Regions from separate parts of the Rattus norvegicus genome. Here region 2 is linked to region 1. The links are chromatin contacts, called in public Hi-C maps. All regions are on one chromosome and are shown on one strand. The core of a region is the stretch at or near the end of the contact, and the rest is flanking DNA. Distances in the headings are between cores, read along the strand shown. Region 1 overlaps Matn2 (matrilin 2). Region 2 overlaps Matn2 (matrilin 2).

Region 1 (3,769 bases), core at 376-2,875:
CGAGTCCTGACCCTACAGGGAAGACCAGAGCATCCGTCCACATGATAACTCTTTCTCAGATGTTTACAGTGGCTGTTCTTTCCAATGCTGAATATGGAAACAGCCCAGTGGCTGTCAGCTGCTGAGTGGAAAACAGATTAGAGTGTCCATACACTGGACCCCTACTGGACAACTAGTAGTGCTCCGCTTGCTGAACCCCAGAACCACACCAAATGAAAGCAACAGACACAAAAAGACTACTCTCTGCATTCTCTGACTAGAGGAAATTTAATAAAGGGCAACGTTACATAGCAAGAGCAGGAAGCAAATCAGTGGGCTTGTGGGTAAGAAAAGGGAGACAGCCCTGGGGAAGCCAAAGAGAAAAGCTGGGGCTATAGAAATGTTTACATTATGGCTATGATGGAGCGATGCATTTGTTGAAATTTACCAAATCATACCTTGTAGAATTAGTGAAGTCCACTGTAAGTTAAATTTCAAAAAAGCTATTTAAAATAAAGGAATGGCATCGAAGAAGAGTGGAAGGAAGGGTTGGAATATTGTGGAGCACTGTCTTCTGGGCATGGCCTGGCTGTAGCATGGCTGAGCTCTTGGCAGCTCTGGTTACCTAGACCTGCCCAAGACTGGGTGGGCCTGTTAACATCTCCCCACGCACAGAAGACAAGCTCCCAGGCCCTGTCCCTCCCTGGGGATCTCTAGGTAGCTAATGGTTGCTAAGAAAGAGAGAGAGAGAGAGAGAGAGAGAGAGAGAGAGAGAGAGAGAGAGAGAGAGAGATTGATTTTCTTCAGTAGTGTAGCCATTGTAAGTTGCCCGTTCCTGTAACCAACCTTAAAACAAACACACACACACACACACACACACACACACACACACACACACACACACAGAAAGATAGAGAGAGAGAGGCACACACACACAGAGACAGACAGACAGACAGACAGACAGACAGTGAGACAGACAGTGAGACAGATCAGGAGATAAAGTACTTTCTTCTCAAGGCTGGAGATCTAGTTAGAAAGAACTGACTACAAGGCTGCTCTCCACCTCCACGTGACCCCCATTAAAGCTTGAGGACATAAAAGTAGATGTGCTGGGAAGAGGAAGGGGATGAGTGGGAGAAGGGAGGGACCAAGAAAGGGTAATGGGGGCAAATATAGTCTAAATGCATTGGGCATGTGACTGAAAGGATGCTAGTGAACATATTCACTAGCATATGCGAATTAACATAGGAAAGATACTATATAAATACCTAATAATGGCGATGTTATGTTATATAATTATTATAGTCAGACAATATGGAGTTTTCACATAATGATAAGTTGATGCATGTCCTCTCAAGTCCATGGTGCTTTCTCGGTTTGGCACTTAGAGCTCTTGGAATCTGAAGAATACGTAACATCCTTGAGAGGAAAATGAACTGGCTGTTAAGGACAGTCCTTTCAACTCTAGAGCAAAAGAGGAGAACTTTTGTGTGAGAAACAGTGAAGCAACAGGGGGCACGGAGAGAATGTTTTGAAGTGATACCAGCACTTTGACTTCTGTTGTAGCCATTTGTCTCCTTTCCCTGAGACAATGAGTTCTTTGTATAGCTTTGCCAAGGGAGTGGGACAGAGAAAGGAGGCTGCTCTCGCAGCCTTCTAAGCACCACTGTCTGACTCACCAGGCAAGGGTCCCTCCACAGCCAAGAACAATGAGCTGTGGGTCTTGAGAGATCTGGCTGTGATATCCGTGCACCTCACTTGTGTGTCCTAACTCTCTGGTCTTCAGTTAGCCATCAGTAAGTGAAAGTGAAGCCATCATGAAAGTGGTGTCTCTGTCTGAACAAGAACACGGGCCCAGTGCACCCTGCCCTCCTAGAAAAGTGTACAGCCAGCATTTAGCCCCGTGCACACAAGAAAAGGAAGTGGCAGGCTGGGAAGAGGCTCTGGGGGCGAACACACTTGCTATCCAAACAGCAGTCTGAGTTCTATCCCCAAAACCCATGTGGCTGGTAGCAGGAAGTTGGAACAACCAACTTCCACAGGTTGTTCTCTGACCTCCAGATGTGTGTTTATGGACATACATACACACAAATTCATACAATAAAAATGTAAATGTAAGTAAGAAAAAAGTAGGAAGAGCAGTAACATTGGCCTAGTGCATGGAACCAAGTATTTTGCAGACTGTCATCTCATTTGATCTCCGCCAAAGCAGGTAAGATCTTATCTTTTTTTTTTTTTTTTTTTTGGTTCTTTTTTTCGGAGCTGGGGACCGAACCCAGGGCCTTGCGCTTCCTAGGCAAGCGCTCTACCACTGAGCTAAATTCCCAGCCCCAAGATCTTATCTTTGAGGAGAGTGTGCTAAAGTTTATAGATAGAGAGCTTCCAAGGTCTCAGAGCTACTTAACTGGTAAAACCATAAAGACTACCCCCATGCCACCTCTCAGGCAGTCAGAGAGAGGCAGAGGGACATCACTGTGTCCCTCACAGACTTCTGTCAGCATATATAATACATGACTCTAAGCAGTCACAGATAAACAGAGAATAAATCTCAGAGGCGGCCCCTCCTATCTCTCTTCCTCCCACTATCAGAACTGCCATCTCCTGCGTGGCCAGCAGACGGGAAACCAACGTATGCTGAAACATAAGGGCACCCATAGGCAGCTCAAAATTTTACACCCTGGTTATTACCGGATTGACCTGACATGACTGACTGTGACTTCCAACCAGAAGTGAAGATTTGCTGACATATCAGCTTGTCCAGGCAGGGACCCATCCATCTTCTCTTCCTCAAGTCCTTTTGTGGTCAAGGTTACCCCTTGGCTTAGCTGTCTACACCTAGACCAGTAACTGCAAACCAGTTTCCATCTGCCCTGTATCCTGATGGTATTCAGGAATGCAAAAACTTCACTTTCTTCTCTCGGCCTCCTTCCTGCCTTGAGGCTGTTTTCCGTGGCTGCAGCCAATTTTACAGCCTAGGCCTTTCGCACCCAGACTCTCTGAGGCACTGCTAAAAGGTCCATTCCTTCATCTGTTTAAGGTCTGCCAATGGCCTCACTGAACAAATGTTATCCTCAAGCCCCTCCATGACTGACCACTGGCCATCTCTCCCCCATATGGATGTCCCTGCATTTACCCTTCCGAGTGGAGCCTGAAGCACCCAGATGGTTTTGCAATGGGTGGCCTTCCTCTGCTGGGTCCACAGTCTTCAGTGCTTACTCTCTGTATTAATCAGGATGATATTCGCCCTCCGTGTTTGACTCATAGGTCACTCACGCAGTAAGATGTCCTCAGGTTTTCACAAGGATTGACTTCCACACATCACAGATGGGCTTGTTGTCTGTGTCCGCGTACTTCATTTATTTTTCTTGCCACCTCAAATCTCTTCTTGTCTAGGCTACTCTTCCAGATGATGCCCTGTCACCTGTGTCTCCCATAATGCTGGTTCCAAATTTTGTGAATAAGTTTGTATAGTATCAATGTTTTAGACAAATGCCTAATCGATAGAAGATCAATCAAGGCCAAAGGAAACTGGTAACTTGAGCCCCTGTCTTTGCAAACTGTGTTTGCTCAGATGTCGTCAACCCCAATAGCAGGTTCTCATTTTCCTAATGGCAGGCCCCTCACGTGCAATCTCTTTATGAAATAATGTTTTAATTCATAAACTTGAGCTGGAGAGATGGCTCAGCCGTTAAGAGCACTGACTGCTCTTCCAGAGGTCCTGAGTTCAATCCCCAGCAACCACATGGTGGCTCACAACCATCTGCAATGGGATCCGATGCCCTCTTCTGGT
Region 2 (3,769 bases), core at 691-3,190, 130 kb before region 1:
TCCAGCTCTGTTCCTTTCAAAAGCTAGGCTTCTGCCAACACAGGTCTTCTCTATTCAAAGACTTCATGGCTTCAGAGTATTCACTTAAAGGCTTGACCAAAAATCTATTCATGTGTTGGCTCATGCTTGTAGTCCAAGTACTAGGGAGGCTGAGGCAATGAGTTTGAAGCCATTCATTCTGTGCTACAGTGTGTTTCAGGCCAGCCCAAGCTAGAAAGAGAATCTTTCCTTTTTGTTTCTCTCTCTGTGTTCCTCCCTCCCTCCCTGGGTAACTCCCCTCTTCTTTCTTCCTCCTCCTACATTTTTTTAAAGTGTCTTGGGTAGGCGGGGATGATGGTTCAGTGGTTAGGAGCAATGGCTGCTCTTCCAGAAGAATTGGGTTCAATTCCCACACCCACATGGCAGATCACAGCTGTCCCTAACTCCAGTTCTAGGGGATCTGATACCCTCATATAGACACACATGTAGGCAAAACACCAATGCACATGAAAATAAAAATAAAAAATTTTAAAAGTGTACTTGTGTCAGTAAAGTTGCCACCAGAAATCTATCTTTTAAAAAAATTTCTTCAGGTGACTATGGAGGAAACATGCCAGGGTGTTGTAATTAAATAACACTTGCTGAGGTGATTGTCTCTACTGAAGGTCACGTACTAGGGGGTAAATCCTATTACCCAGGCTGTGAGGAACATTTATTTAGTATCTCCAGGGTCCCATTATGGCCTGTAGGTGGCAGTATTGCCAAGGTGTATTTTGGCTTAACCAGCAATTACTGGTTGCTCAAACACTGACTCCTAAGACCAGCTGTGAATTGAAGAGACACAAACTTTGAGTAATATAAGCCACAACTCCATCCCATTTTACCATTGGCCTTGGCTTTCCTGGCCCACTCGGAGACATCATCCTGAGCCCGTCCGTCCGTGAACACAATGGCTGCTCTGGGCACCCGTGTGGAGAGGGGCCTGGCTCCTTCTACTTGGGTAAAACTTCTCTCATACATGTGTTTCAGGGCCAGCCCAGTCATAGAGCCTTTGCCCATGTATTTCATGTGGGCCACAGCTTTTTTCATGTCCTTGGCTGAGCTGAAGCCCTTCAGGGTAAACTCTGTGCGGACCTGTGTGGAATACTGCAGCAGCCCCACGCGAGCAGCTTTGGGGGAAACTGCCAAGGAATCTATGATCCCAGTGACAAAATGCTTCACAATCTCAAAATTCTCTTCTCCAAGGCTCTTGGATCCATCAATCACAAAGACTAGGTCAATTGGGCCTTCAGTGCATCCTATAGGAAGGAAAGGAAAGTAACAAGGTTAAAAAGTTAGAGATCCAGTGTATACAAAGTATAAAAAATCGTGCTTCAGCAGGAGGCATAGGTGAATTTAGAGAGCCATTTTTTGTTTTTCACCTAGCACACAGGACAGCATCTGAGTCTTTTCTGATTTCCTTTCTATGATGAATCAATGGGCTGAGTAATGAGGACAAGCATTTCATGAGGAAAGAGAACCCTGGGGCTGAAGAGTTAGCTCAGTGGTTAAGAACAGTATTCTCACATATCACAAATACAAGTTTTTCCAGTTATCCTTTTATGTTTGAGTTACCAATTATGAACAGCAGTAACTCCCCTAAGTAAGCTACACGGTACACACATATTGAAAAGGAAATCACACCGATTACTGGCAGCAAGTCCTTTTCTGTGCACAGATTACAGTAAAGGATTAGACCAGTGGTTCTCAGCCTTCCTAGTGATGTGACCCTTCCTCAGGTTGTGATAACCCCCAACCATAAAGTTATTTTCATAATTGTAATTTTGCTACTGCTATGAATTGTAAGGCTTTACCAACCCCCTCAGGAGTCATGACTCACAAGTTGAGAACCACTGGGTTAGGCTAGAGCACGGCAGTTCCTTGTGCTGTGTTGTGGGATGCTGAGATACACGAGTGCTAATGTTTTGGCAGTAGAAGACATGCTTAGTTTCTCCTCAGCCATTACCTCTTCCAAGAAGCTCACACAGTAACTCAGCTATGTCAGCTACTTTCTGAATACCCTAACACCTTAATTTATTCAGTCAGAATCAATGTACTGAGTATCTGCTTTGTGGACACAGCAGGACTATGGTAATGACTAACACAAAATGTCTAAAACCACTTTGCGTAAACCTAATGTGCCCTGTGCTGTATCCATGCAGTGGGATAATTATTTAACAACGTGTCTTTCTCTCCTAGCCTGAATTCTCCTGCAGTAGATACTAAGGGTCTTTTATTTTTGGGCTTATAATGTTTGGCACACAATAGGTGTGCTATATATTATTGCTGACAGAATAAAAGAACCTGGCGGTCTTTATTTGGTAGCACATGAATAAGTGCTCTACTGAACTATTAAGGCTTAAAAAATGTAACTTTGAAAAAAGCTTTAGGGGTTGGGGATTTAGCTCAGTGGTAGAGCACTTGCCTAGCAATCGCAAGGCCCTGGGTTCGGTCCCCAGCTCCGAAGGAAAAAAAAAAGCTTTATGGGAAACTTAGATGGTTAACAGTAAAAAGAAATACTTTATATAAATATATAGGCAATTTCGCTGCTAAGAGACTTTGTATGTAGGGTTGCATAAGAGAATTGTACCAATTCCAAATAGATTATCTCATTTCAAACAGTGTACAGTATGTTATTATAATATTCTTTTTTATATAGATCAAGCAACTGTCTAATCTTTCAAAGCGAAGTACAATAATAAAGCAAGTAAAAACATACATATGCAAAAATACTTCTAGGTTTGGCCAGCAGAAAATGCTAATGTGAGTGCTCCCGTGTGTGTGTGTGTGTGTGTGTGTGTGTGTGTGTGTGTGTGTGTGTGTGTAGGGGGAGTAGTTGGGGGCTGAGTTCTCTCTTTTTTTTAAATTTTACTTTGTTTTATCTGTATGAGTGTTCTGCCTGCATGTATACATCTCAGATCTTCTGTGAGCTACCATATGGATGTTGAGTCCTTTGAAAGAACAGATACTGTTCTTAACCACTGAGCTAACTCTTCAGCCCTGAGGGTTCTCTTTCCTCATGAAATGCTTGTCCTCATTACCCAGTCTATTGATTCATCATAGAAAGGAGATCAGAAAAGACTCAGATGCCATGCATGTGGCTCTCCAGCAGATGTCAGGGGTACTGGAGTGATGTACAAGCCACTCCTCTGTCTGTACCCTTTGCTTACAGAACAGAACCAGCTATTGCATTTGCTATCTACTAAATCAAAGGCTGTTGTTATTGCTGTCTGTGTATACATCCATGTATATGGAAGAAGGAGGGCTAAGGGGTCTATTGCCTGGAAATGCTACAAAAAGCCATTGCACCAAAAACAAATGGAAGCAGTGAACTGGTCCCAGTCACTTACTCTTGCAGTGCCTTCCGTCCTCAGCGAGGACAAAGCCCTCTGAGCACCTGCACAGATAGGAATTCCCATTGTTCACACAGATGTGCTCACAGCCATGCTGGATGGACTTGCAGACATCCTTCCCTGGGGAAAATGTGGGGAGATGAACAACCCATTATTGTAGAAAGAAGCTATTGAGAACAGTCATGCCAGGGGAGGGTGAGGAAGTAATCCATCTTAAAGAACACAGTTTTTAAAGAGCTCATCTTTGCAATCCATGCCAGAACAGGCCAAGATCAAGAAGCAGTTCCCCTCGGAGCTCCCTTGATCCTACAGGACATGGTGGATTTGCCATTTGATTTTTACAATGGCTATATAGGCGTTAGCTTCAAAGTAGAGATCCCAGATACCCCATGCCGTTG

Evidence for each region. Hi-C and Micro-C count contacts between places; a contact is called where the count stands out from the background.
Region 2: a Hi-C map of Schwann cells shows a contact between it and region 1, with 5 times the contacts expected there. The contact joins two enhancer-like sites. A contact is called at or near these places in 4 of 12 Hi-C or Micro-C datasets (the Rat2 cell line, Schwann cells, frontal cortex and 1 more).

Annotation. Positions count from the first base shown.
Region 1 is chr7:67,387,852-67,391,620 of GRCr8, reverse strand. The region is part of intron 1 of Matn2 (matrilin 2); the gene reads right to left. Among named protein-coding and RNA genes, the nearest start is that of Matn2, 9.6 kb to the right of the region's middle. Within about 2 kb of position 1,625, at least 11 of the 93 cell types and tissues checked have an H3K27ac peak or open chromatin away from gene starts, as enhancers often do. A contact at or near this core is called in Schwann cells, where this site is marked.
Region 2 is chr7:67,519,817-67,523,585 of GRCr8, reverse strand. Matn2 (matrilin 2) reads right to left here. Exons shown (of 19, transcript NM_001427155.1): 13 at 3,369-3,491; 14 at 864-1,277. Among named protein-coding and RNA genes, the nearest start is that of Rpl30, 15 kb to the left of the region's middle. Within about 2 kb of position 1,940, at least 3 of the 93 cell types and tissues checked have an H3K27ac peak or open chromatin away from gene starts, as enhancers often do. A contact at or near this core is called in Schwann cells, where this site is marked.